2 separate regions of the Gossypium hirsutum genome follow, and region 1 is linked to region 2. Evidence: chromatin contacts called from public Hi-C data. All regions are on one chromosome and are shown on one strand. The core of a region is the stretch at or near the end of the contact, and the rest is flanking DNA. Distances in the headings are between cores, read along the strand shown. Region 1 holds the start of LOC107961717 (pentatricopeptide repeat-containing protein At5g16640, mitochondrial). Region 2 holds the start of LOC107961715 (importin-5).

Region 1 (5,633 bases), core at 2,612-5,111, 320 kb after region 2:
AGAGAAAGAACACCGATTGTGTTTTGCTTTGTTTCGGTTGTTCAATTTCTTCTCAACAAATTAGTCTCCCCTAAACCAGGTTTGGGAAGGAGAGGGAATAAAAAAAAACAGGGCCGGAAACTCAATGGAACAACCGATCTTCAAAAATCAGAGCTTAGAACCATCGGAAGTGACCAGTGGTCGTTGGAAAGTATAAGGCCAACTATTGATGAAGTATATTAGTTTTAAAATAGATGTAAAATATGGGGTTTTACTTGTCACTGATGGAATATAATTCAGGGGAGTGAATCAGTGAAGTAATGGATCCTTCCATATTTTACATATTTTAATGATTTTTTACATTTTTTTATAAATATTCTATACTTTTATATTTTATAACAATTTTATATATTTTTAATAAATTTATTATAATTTTTATATTAAAATATTTTAAATATTTTTCTCTAATTTTTATATTTGTTTATATTTTATAAATTTTATAATTTTTTTCTTTTTTATCATTTTTCCATTATGTGCCAAAATCATAATGTGATACAGGACAACGTTAACTAAAAAAATGAGGGTGTCCTAACTTTAATTGTCAACTATTAAAGTTACCACTCAAATGGCATTTGGGCAATTTAAATACTCAATTGAGTGAAAAGAAGAAGAGATAGGGACTTAATTCTGTTTCTTTTTTTTTGGAAAAAATTCAAGAGTTTTTTACATCCTTAAGCCATTAATCCATTGCACAATTTTAATTTAATAATATTAAATTTAATGTTTATTTATTTTTATGATAATAATATTTATTTTTATGATAAATATTAAATTCAAATTTAATATATAATTTAAATATTATTTAAATAATAAGGTAATTATTATTTAACTTTATTATGATTTGATTTTTTATTTTATGATAAATATTATATTATGTTTTAGTTTTGAACCTTCAACTATATTTTTGAAGGAGAAATAAAAAAAATATTATTAAATTAAGTTATCTAAAAAATCAACTTTAATCTAAATATTAAAATTAATAAATTAATTACTGGAAAATTAGAATAGTTAACATTAATAACTTAATATGCAAATATGATATTAATAAATTTCTACAGTAATTTGTACTCAACAAATTAAGAACTTATATTTACGTGTTTATTAATAATTTAATGAGGAAGGATTGTATGAAACAATAACAGTGACACTACATTATTTGTATCCTTTTTTTTAATATTTTAATGTCACATCAATATTTTTATCTTAAAAAAATTAAATTCAAATAAAAATCTTAAAATTCAGAATAAAGATATTGATACAATAACTTAATTATCTTCTTTTATAACGTAGGAGGAGATATGAAATTCCCTAATATTAAACCATATATCTGATTAAGTGAAAAAGGATTTTTCAATTATGGGTCTGTTTGATTGCCAGTAAAATATTTTCCGTAAAATGATTTCTGGAAAATGTTTTACTTTTCTGTAAAATGATTTACTGGAAAATATTTTCTGGTGTTTGATTGAATCTGTGTAAAATATTTTCTGCTGTTTGACAGATTTCCTGAAAATATTTTCCGGAAAAGTTGTTTTTACATATATTAATATATATTAATAAATTTTTATATTTTAAATTATTTTACATATATTGCAATGATTTATTTATAATAATACTCAATTATTAAGCTACAATATTAATGGTTATAAATTGAAAAAAACTAATATCAAATAAATTATTTGTAATTGTGTTAAAAAACAAGTATTGAATAATTATAAATTGCTTCGAAACCACAATGAGTACTAGAAATAATATTATCCAAATACATAATTAGTAGTACACCACATAGTAACAACATTGTCCAAGTGCATAATATTACACCACATAAAAGTATCAATATCTTGATACAACATGCGGTGTCTTGATTCTTTCTCTATTTATGAAGTTTATTTATGAAGTTTACTTGTACAAGAGATGTTTGAAAATGCGTAGAACTAGAAGAAAAAAACAAAAATCAGAAACAACGTTGTTACTTCCTGTCATAATGAATCTTTTATCGGTTGAACTGGCTCTTTGATGAAACATTTTCCTTTGTTTTCTGAATCTTCAAAACCACCATAGGCACGGTTCACAGTCCTCCTGTTCCTAGGTAACCTAGACCTCTTGTATTCCGCAGGTCTCAAGTGAGGAATCTGCACATTGAGTAATACCATGTACATCAGGAAGATAGAATATTATGATCAAATGAGAAAATAAACATGCTAAATATCAGTTAGCAAAGTGAAACATGATAGTAAGCAATGGAATTTAAGCTGATTTGTTTGACTTCTATGGCATAGTCCATGAACATCATAAGTAAGAATTGATGCTATGTCTGCATACGAAAGTTAAATTTTACATTTTATTCACTCCTTCGCATCTGGAAATCATTCGTATACAAATTTGTTCTGTTTCAGGAAATATCCAGAGTTGCAATGTAAATCATCATGCAAGTCTAAGCATACTCAGCAACCAAAGACGACTGTGCTCAATCTGATATGTGAACATTAGTTGCTCAAACAATCTCATAACAAGGGTACTAAAAAACCAGAACATTCATACCTTCAGGGTGAGCCATTTTCTGCATAGCAGTCGGAGCAATCATGATAGGCATTGAAATCTTAAATCCCAGGACAGTGGTGGTCATGTCAATCTTGTTAACATCAATAAGAATGCGGGGTCGAAACCTATCATAAAATAAATGAACCATAATAATTAAATGAAAAGATAAAACTAAAACTACTATATAATGCACAAAGAAAAAAGATTGCCAGAAAACTTGGAAGTATGGTCAAATATGAACAATAAACACCAGAAATTAAGCAACGGGTTAAAGCAATAAAACTCCATAAGTATCAGTATTTGGAAGGAGAAGAAGTAGAATTTATTGAAGTTGTGGAGAACCCCTCAAGCAAATAAAACACAATAGATGATATGTACAAAGTAACAGATTCAAAATCAGCAAAGAACAGCAGAAAAACCAAGTATGCAAATAATTTAAGGGAAGACATACTTCTCTTTCCACTCCCAAACTCGTTTTTCAAATTCATCTCTGCCCAATTCTATCCCTTTTATTCCTTCAGAAGCCAACATTCTTTCCACAACCAACTGGGAAAAGAAAAGTAAAATAGGTTCAATTATATATTCCCATTCAACAGGATACAACATATACACTCATTCTCTACACAGAACATTATGTATAAAGAGGGCAGAATATAAATCAACAACAAAGATGGAAACATTATATTTACAAAAGATTACTAGAGATAATACAACCATAAAGATCAATCCTTTTTCCAGAAAACATTATATCGAACATTATATCGAATACACAAACGGCCACAGAAATATTACTTTGATTACAAAGCCTATTAATCAAAGTTGAAAAAATTACAACATCAGGCTCAACACCTAACTTCAGCATTTTCCCCAAAACAGAAAACCCAAAATCAATTCGACCTAATTGACAAAAGCAATTAATCGAGATGCTCACAGAATAAACATCATGGGAAACGCCTAATAATTCCATCTGGCTACACATAGAAACAACAATGACATAATGTTTCATTCTAACAATGGTTGCAAATAATTTAGTGAATTCCACAATTGAAGGCTTTGGGTACTTTTCAATCATCTTATTGAACAAACTCAAAGCATGATCAACATTATCGAAGCAGTGGTCTGTTTTTCCCTTTCCTCTAACAGGCATGGACATGGGTTTCTTACTTAGGCAGTCGATGTGGGTAGCAATGGTGTTAGAAGAAGAAGAAAAAGAGTGGAAATTAGAAAGATGGCTTCCAGCATTAACAATCGAACGAAGAATAAAAGAAGAATGAAGCTTACCCATCATTTGAAAGCAGAAATGGCAGCGACAGTAACAGCCAAAAGAAATGAAAAATAAACGGAGCATAAAAGCAAAAAAGAAATGAAAAATAAACGAAGTAACCGTCGAAAAATAGAATTGCAACGTACCAGCAGCGGTTTCCAGTTCTGAACCAAAATGAAGCTTTCAAGAACGGAAATTTGAAGGAATGAAGGGAGAAGAATGGATGAAGGAAGCTTACTGGATGAAGGGAGAAGAATGCATGAGAGCTTTAGGAAAATGTCTTACGGAGATTGAATCGGTAAGACAATTTCCCAAAATTGTAAGGCATTTTCCCGTGTTTTGGAGTTGATTTTCCAAAAGGAAAATATTTTCCTCCAATCAAACACTGGAAAATGGGGAAAACCAATTCCGGAAAATATTTTCCCCTATCAAACAGACCCTATATTTTGAACCCAGGAAGAAAAATGAAAATGGATGGGCCTGAATTGATCAGTTGTGGCCCATATATTTTTGCCACATTTATGGGCAACCCAAAAACCGATAATTTTATCGTTTCGATACAGGTCGTATTGGCCATTACGTTCCTTTTCAGCCTTCAATTGGTATCAAATAGTTTCAATCAGTTACTATATATGTTCCACTTTTTTGCTAATATTAATTTGTATCAGTACGTATTGATCAACACAAAATTTACTATTTTAATTAAATTTTCAATATTTTTTAACTTAAATATTTTTATAATTATATTTAAAAATATATATAATCATTAAATTAAGTTATTGAACTTTATTATATTTTTGCATATAACTATATTTATATGCATGCAATTAAGGTATATTTGCATGTATATAATATTATTACTATGGTATACTAGGTGAAAGAAATAAAAATAATATAATAGAAATGTTTAAGCGATGATTTTTTAAAGATAATAATAATAATTATTCATACAATAAAAATAAAAATTGTTAATGAGATTTTGATTGCGTTGGCAAGATTGTCATACAATTTTTTTTATTTTATTTAAAAAATTAAATTATTTATATAACTTTATTAATATAATATTTTTATTATTTTTTTCAATTGAATTATATCTAATTCAATTAAATATTTTATATATAAGATATATAAAATATTTAAAATATTGATAAATTTAAAATAATACACGAAACACAATCAATATTAATATTTATCACTAACAAATCTAAAGAATACATTCACACCATACACACTATTTGACTACCTTCCTTCCTTTAAACTCCATCACATGTATATTTGCAGTAAAATTTCCGACAGTGAAGAATGCGAAATATGAACTGAAATATCCTAAAACACATAGTGGGAGTTGGTCGGTGGGGTTCCTATTTTCTGCCATATATAAAATAATGAATGTCACATGCGCTGCAATATATACTAGGTTTTTGGCTTCACATTATATTGGTAAATTTTAGACTAAGCACGAAATTCACATGCTTAATTGCTTATCCATTGTCATCATTTTATTTTATCTTTCCCTTTTACATATATGTATATATAATAACTAGTGGACGGTGTTAGGCACAAATTTGGTCTGGTCAACTTGGCAAACTTTGACAATGTGAAAGTTGATCTCTTTTATTATTGCATCTATTTAACGTGAGAATTTTAGATTTGTTTTTGTTGTTGTAATAATGAGGAAGACACGGGTTTAAATGATTAAGCGTGTATTATATTTTTTTTTATATTTAAGTAGGTTTAAGGGTGTAAAAAATTTTTAAATTTTTTAAAGAAAGCAATTAAGTACTTATATTTT
Region 2 (5,369 bases), core at 2,044-4,543:
TTGCCTCGACAACGAATGTGACACACTACAGCTCAAACTTGACGATTAGATCGTGTTTAGGGTGTTACATGGTGTCACAAGTCAATCGAACATGTGACACCCATACCCGACCCGGTTGTCGGATCCAAGTTACGGGATGCCACATTCGTTACCGGAGCAACTACGATCTCAATTTCAATTTCAGTTCAACAGTTTGTACATGCTATTAAGTTCAATACACAATTATAATGCATTATATAATTGAATCTAGGATTTAAATGAGCTTACGAAAGCTCTTTCGATAAATTGAGATTGGTTAAGGACTAAATGTTGGATCGTGGTACACCCCGTGGCATAGGAGGAAAATTATTCTGGTGATCATCAACCATGGATCCATGTACGAGGAATGAACCAGGTTGAAACAAGGGTCGAAAATATACCTTTTTCGAAACTGGAAAAGCGACGAACAACGTTGTTGATATGATTCCTTTGAACGATGTCGATCCCAAGCTGCAACAGTAACGTTTCGACCTCTACGTAATTCACCCAGTCAAAGTATGAACAACAAAATTCTCTTAAACTTTTTTAGAGAGAAAAATCAAAAATGGCTGTTAGACCTTTAGATATTGTTTTTCTTGGTAACCTTAACACACTAATGGATTATATTCCTTTTATTTTTTTTTGATATCTTTTATTTTCTTTAATATCACATATCAGAAATAAAACGAGATTATTCCCTTATTATTAGAGAAACAAATAGAAAGTTAGAAAAACAAATTATATTATTTCCTAAAGAATATCAACTTTCATGTCCTTCTATATTTTGACCGAAATTAATTATTATAACTATTTATATTAATAATTTTGATAAACTATATATAATTAATATTTTGTTTGAATCAAATTCATATATTAATTTTATCTATGTTCTCTATTTGTGTACAACAAGTTTGTACATATAATGTGCTAAATATTTAACTATCGAATTAAATTAATTCAATAATTAATTTAATTCATGTGACAACTAAATACAATACCAAATGTATTTGGATTCAGTTTGCTTCAACTATAGGGTGTGACCTTGTAGGTTCTTGTAAAGTTAATAATAATATTATAATGTCTCTAATATTATAAACAATGAGTGGCATCTAGTAATGCATCATTGATAACCAAGTTGCAAGAAGTCGTGATTCGACATTACCTTTTTGTGATAATCTTTTCATGTATTATATGCTTTTATCCTTAACATCTAGATTGGACACAAGTGATGAAATTGTCACACTTGTATAGTCCAATATCATCTTTCTTGATATTCTGAGTAGACTACTATAAAAAAATAAGTGTGATATCTTATATCAACTGATTCGAGCATGGCCATGCATTTTTAATCTCACTCCATCAAGAGGCCTAAGATATTACTCGTATTATGTAAGAAGGACAAATCCTATCTTGATCAACCATATTCCTCTACATAGATTGTGACATACCCAACATCAGTCTTTATAGTATAACCTGTTATGGTAGACGTTTGACTGTGTCAAAATATACAACTCACTATGTTGGGACAATGATGATCTCAAGTCTAAGGATCATATACATAATTATCACTATGAGTAATGTTGTGACTATTACATAATAATCCAATAACAATACTCATAGCAAGTCAGTCCAGTATGTTGTTCTCTAACACATACTCGCGTATCAGTTTTGACATCCCTATGTCAATGACAACACTTCATCATTAATCAACTACACATTAGTCTCAATGCATTATCATTGTCCAAGCCCACTATAATACTTGACTAAGGACCTTTTAAGAATAATCATATTATTCTTAGGACTTTATTATTAAATACTTTATTCGTGCATACATAAAAAGAAACTGAAATAATAATGGCAATGCATTATATTAGAAAACAAGGTAAAATGAGTATGTGATTACAATCATCTCATGATTGGTCTTTGGGCATACTCTAACACTAAAATGCAACAATTTTAAAACTATCGAGTTGATGTCATGACATCGAAGGTCCATAGTTGTGATGTCACTCTCTGTTGATTTTTCATCGTGACGTCACCTACTGCTTTCATAACTTCCTTGAACATAAAATCACAACAACTCTGTAATATGAACATTAACATATTTACATTATTTTAAACCTTATGCTACTTACATATATATATATATATATCATATACAACTCATGTATCATATATCAAACTAACCATGATATCTAAAACACCAAATCAACAATTTACTACTTAAAACCGACTCAATTTTGGGTACATGCCACATATTGAAGCATAAAGAAACTATACAAACTTTGCTAAGATGAGAGTTGCGGTTTGAATGCTGGATCACTCCTCGAGTCTTTGAGATCTATTAGTACCTATGCATAGAATAAACAAACCGTACGTTAAGCGATAAAGCTCAGTGGTACTTTTATGTTTCAAATCAACATAGCATGTTAGACTTACACTAAAATCATGAATTAGTTTTCAACAATAACAATTTTCAATTCATGTCAAATCTATCCAAAATGCATACCTTATGCTAATTGATAAATTCATATTAGCATAGAATACCAAGTTTCCTATCATTGCAATAATTCAATTATATGCCAATGCATTTCACCAAGTCAATTCATTTTCACATTTCCTTCTTGAATCATTTGTTTTGTGTCATTTTTAGACAAGCCTTTAAAGCTCGTATAATCGGTTTGTATAATCTTTCACATGCTGTCAGTTATCATATTTCATATGCATACAAAATATTCCATTTTCAAATGATTGTTCATATCAACCATCATTACAAGTTCATGTTTTATAATCATTATTAACCGAAAACAAATTCAAAACGGATGCACAAATTATTTGACCATCACACTAATCTATAATGATTTAAAACTTATCATAATTTACAGTTACAATTTCCCCTTAACAGTTCTTAATATTTAAAAATAATATATGTTTTTATATCAAAATTATTTCTCGTATCAAATCTTAATTTCGAAAATTATTAGAACGTATTAAAAAATTCTATTAAATGCCAATGACGAGGAAATATTAAAACCGATGAGAAATTATCGAAATTTTTGAAGAATTACAAAAATTATAAAGCTATACCAATTATTACTAGAGAATACCAAAAAAATATGAAAATATATCAATTTTAACTTGTACCTTGTTGAATGGGTAAAATCCGTCCTAAGTTTTTTTTTTCCAAAGCTCACAGCAGACATCCCGTTAGTGGTTTAGTAGGATTGTAGGAGTAAGTATTTTATTTTTCCCTCCAAAAATGAAAAAAGAAAAGAAGAAAGGAAGTGGGTACTCACATTAATAATCATGACACGTAAAATTACAGCTAATCCAGCCCCCTTTTTTTTCTTGTCAGCCCTAGTTTTCTCTCTCTTAAAATCCCTTATTTTCCCCCACACTCCCACTCAAGAAGACGCCCAACAAAACACAGAGCAAAAGCATTAACGAAGAGGTGACAAAGGAATCAATTTCATCATTTTCTCCGTCTCCGTTTCCTCCTCCTTCTCCTTCGCCGCCATGGACCAGCAATCGCAGCTCGCCCTCATCCTAGGACCTGACCCGATTCCATTTGAAACCCTAGTCTCCCACTTGATGTCATCATCAAACGAACAACGTTCTCACGCTGAGGCCTTGTTTAATCTATGCAAGCAATCGGACCCTGACGCCCTCTGCCTTCGCCTCGCCCACCTTCTCCAAGTCTGCACTCAGCCCGAGACTCGCGCCATGGCAGCTATTCTCCTCCGTAAGTTGTTGACGCGTGACGACTCCTATATCTGGCCTCGCCTCAACATTTCTACACAGTCTTCCCTCAAATCCGTGATTCTGTCTCAAATCCAAGTGGAAACCACCAAAAATTTATCTAAAAAGCTGTGCGATACTGTTGCGGAGCTTGCTTCCAGTATTTTGCCGGAGAATGGGTGGCCAGAGCTCTTGCCGTTTATGTTTCAGTGTGTCTCTTCGGATTCCCCTAAATTACAGGAGTCTGCTTTTTTGATATTTGCGCAGCTGAGTCAATATATTGGGGATGTGTTGACTCCTTTTATAAAGGATCTACACACTGTGTTCTTGAGGTGCCTGAGTGAAAGTTCTAATGCCGATGTCAAAATTGCTGCGTTGAATGCGGTCATCAACTTTATTCAATGTTTGACCAGCTCATCCGATCGGGATAGGTTTCAGGATCTTTTGCCAGCAATGATGAGGACCTTGACAGAGGCTTTAAATAACGGGAATGAGGCCACTGCTCAGGAGGCACTTGAGTTGTTGATCGAGTTGGCAGGTACCGAGCCACGGTTTCTTAGGAGGCAGCTTGTTGATGTAGTGGGTTCGATGCTGCAGATTGCAGAGGCAGAATCTCTTGAGGAAGGGACACGTCATTTGGCGATTGAATTTGTGGTGACTTTGGCGGAAGCAAGGGAGCGTGCTCCTGGAATGATGCGGAAGTTGCCGCAATTTATTAGTAGGTTATTTGCAATATTGATGAGAATGCTGTTAGATATTGAGGATGATGCAGCATGGCACACAGCAGAATCTGAGGATGAGGATGCTGGAGAGACCAGCAATTACAGTGTCGGACAGGAGTGTTTGGATCGTTTGGCAATTTCCTTAGGTGGGAACACAATTGTTCCTGTTGCATCTGAGCAGTTGCCTGCTTATTTGGCTGCTTCTGAGTGGCAAAAGCATCATGCTGCACTAATTGCCCTTGCTCAGATTGCTGAGGGGTGTGCCAAGGTACACTTATTAATCATCGTTTGTTAATGTGGTTATTCAGTTTGGTTTATGGTGTTGTAAGTTTACTAACAATGGGGTGGAATTCTGTCTAGTGCATGTGGATTCAAACATATTTTTTTATAGCCTAATGGCATGGCTAATTCAGCTTTGAAAGGAAAAAATGCCTTATGTTTCATGGTTGAGTAAAAAATTAGGAAGATGTTTATTTTCTTTTTCTTTTTTTAAATTTATTTGTTGCTGTACTTGCAGGTTATGATTAAAAATCTGGAACAAGTGGTTTCCATGGTTTTGAACTCATTTCATGATTCTCATCCTCGTGTAAGGTGGGCAGCTATTAATGCAATTGGGCAATTGTCTACCGACTTAGGACCAGATTTGCAAAACCAATATCACCAAAGAGTATTGCCTGCATTAGCTGGCGCTATGGATGATTTTCAGAATCCACGAGTACAGGTTAGTCCGAGATATATAATTTTGCTTTCATGATTCTAGATTATAATTTTGAAAGTATGTAAATATTTTTTTTACTTTGTGATGTGGATGCTTATGTAATCTTCAATCTTTAAGTAGAGAGAAACAAGCTGAAATTCGCTGTAGGCTGGTGACATAATTCACTAATATGC

Evidence for each region. Hi-C and Micro-C count contacts between places; a contact is called where the count stands out from the background.
Region 1: a Hi-C map of leaf shows a contact between it and region 2, with 1.7 times the contacts expected there. The contact joins the promoter of LOC107961717 here to the promoter of LOC107961715 in region 2. A contact is called at or near these places in 9 of 34 Hi-C or Micro-C datasets (anther, callus, hypocotyl and 1 more).

What each region holds. Positions count from the first base shown.
Region 1 is chrA06:44,597,935-44,603,567 of Gossypium_hirsutum_v2.1, forward strand. LOC107961717 (pentatricopeptide repeat-containing protein At5g16640, mitochondrial) reads right to left here and starts at 3,862. Exons shown (of 4, transcript XM_041115400.1): 1 at 3,509-3,862; 2 at 3,029-3,123; 3 at 2,578-2,702; 4 at 1,777-2,168. The coding sequence starts at 3,862. The coding sequence ends at 2,131.
Region 2 is chrA06:44,282,247-44,287,615 of Gossypium_hirsutum_v2.1, forward strand. It overlaps LOC107961715 (importin-5), which reads left to right and starts at 3,294. Exons shown (of 21, transcript XR_005928778.1): 1 at 3,294-4,746; 2 at 4,996-5,199.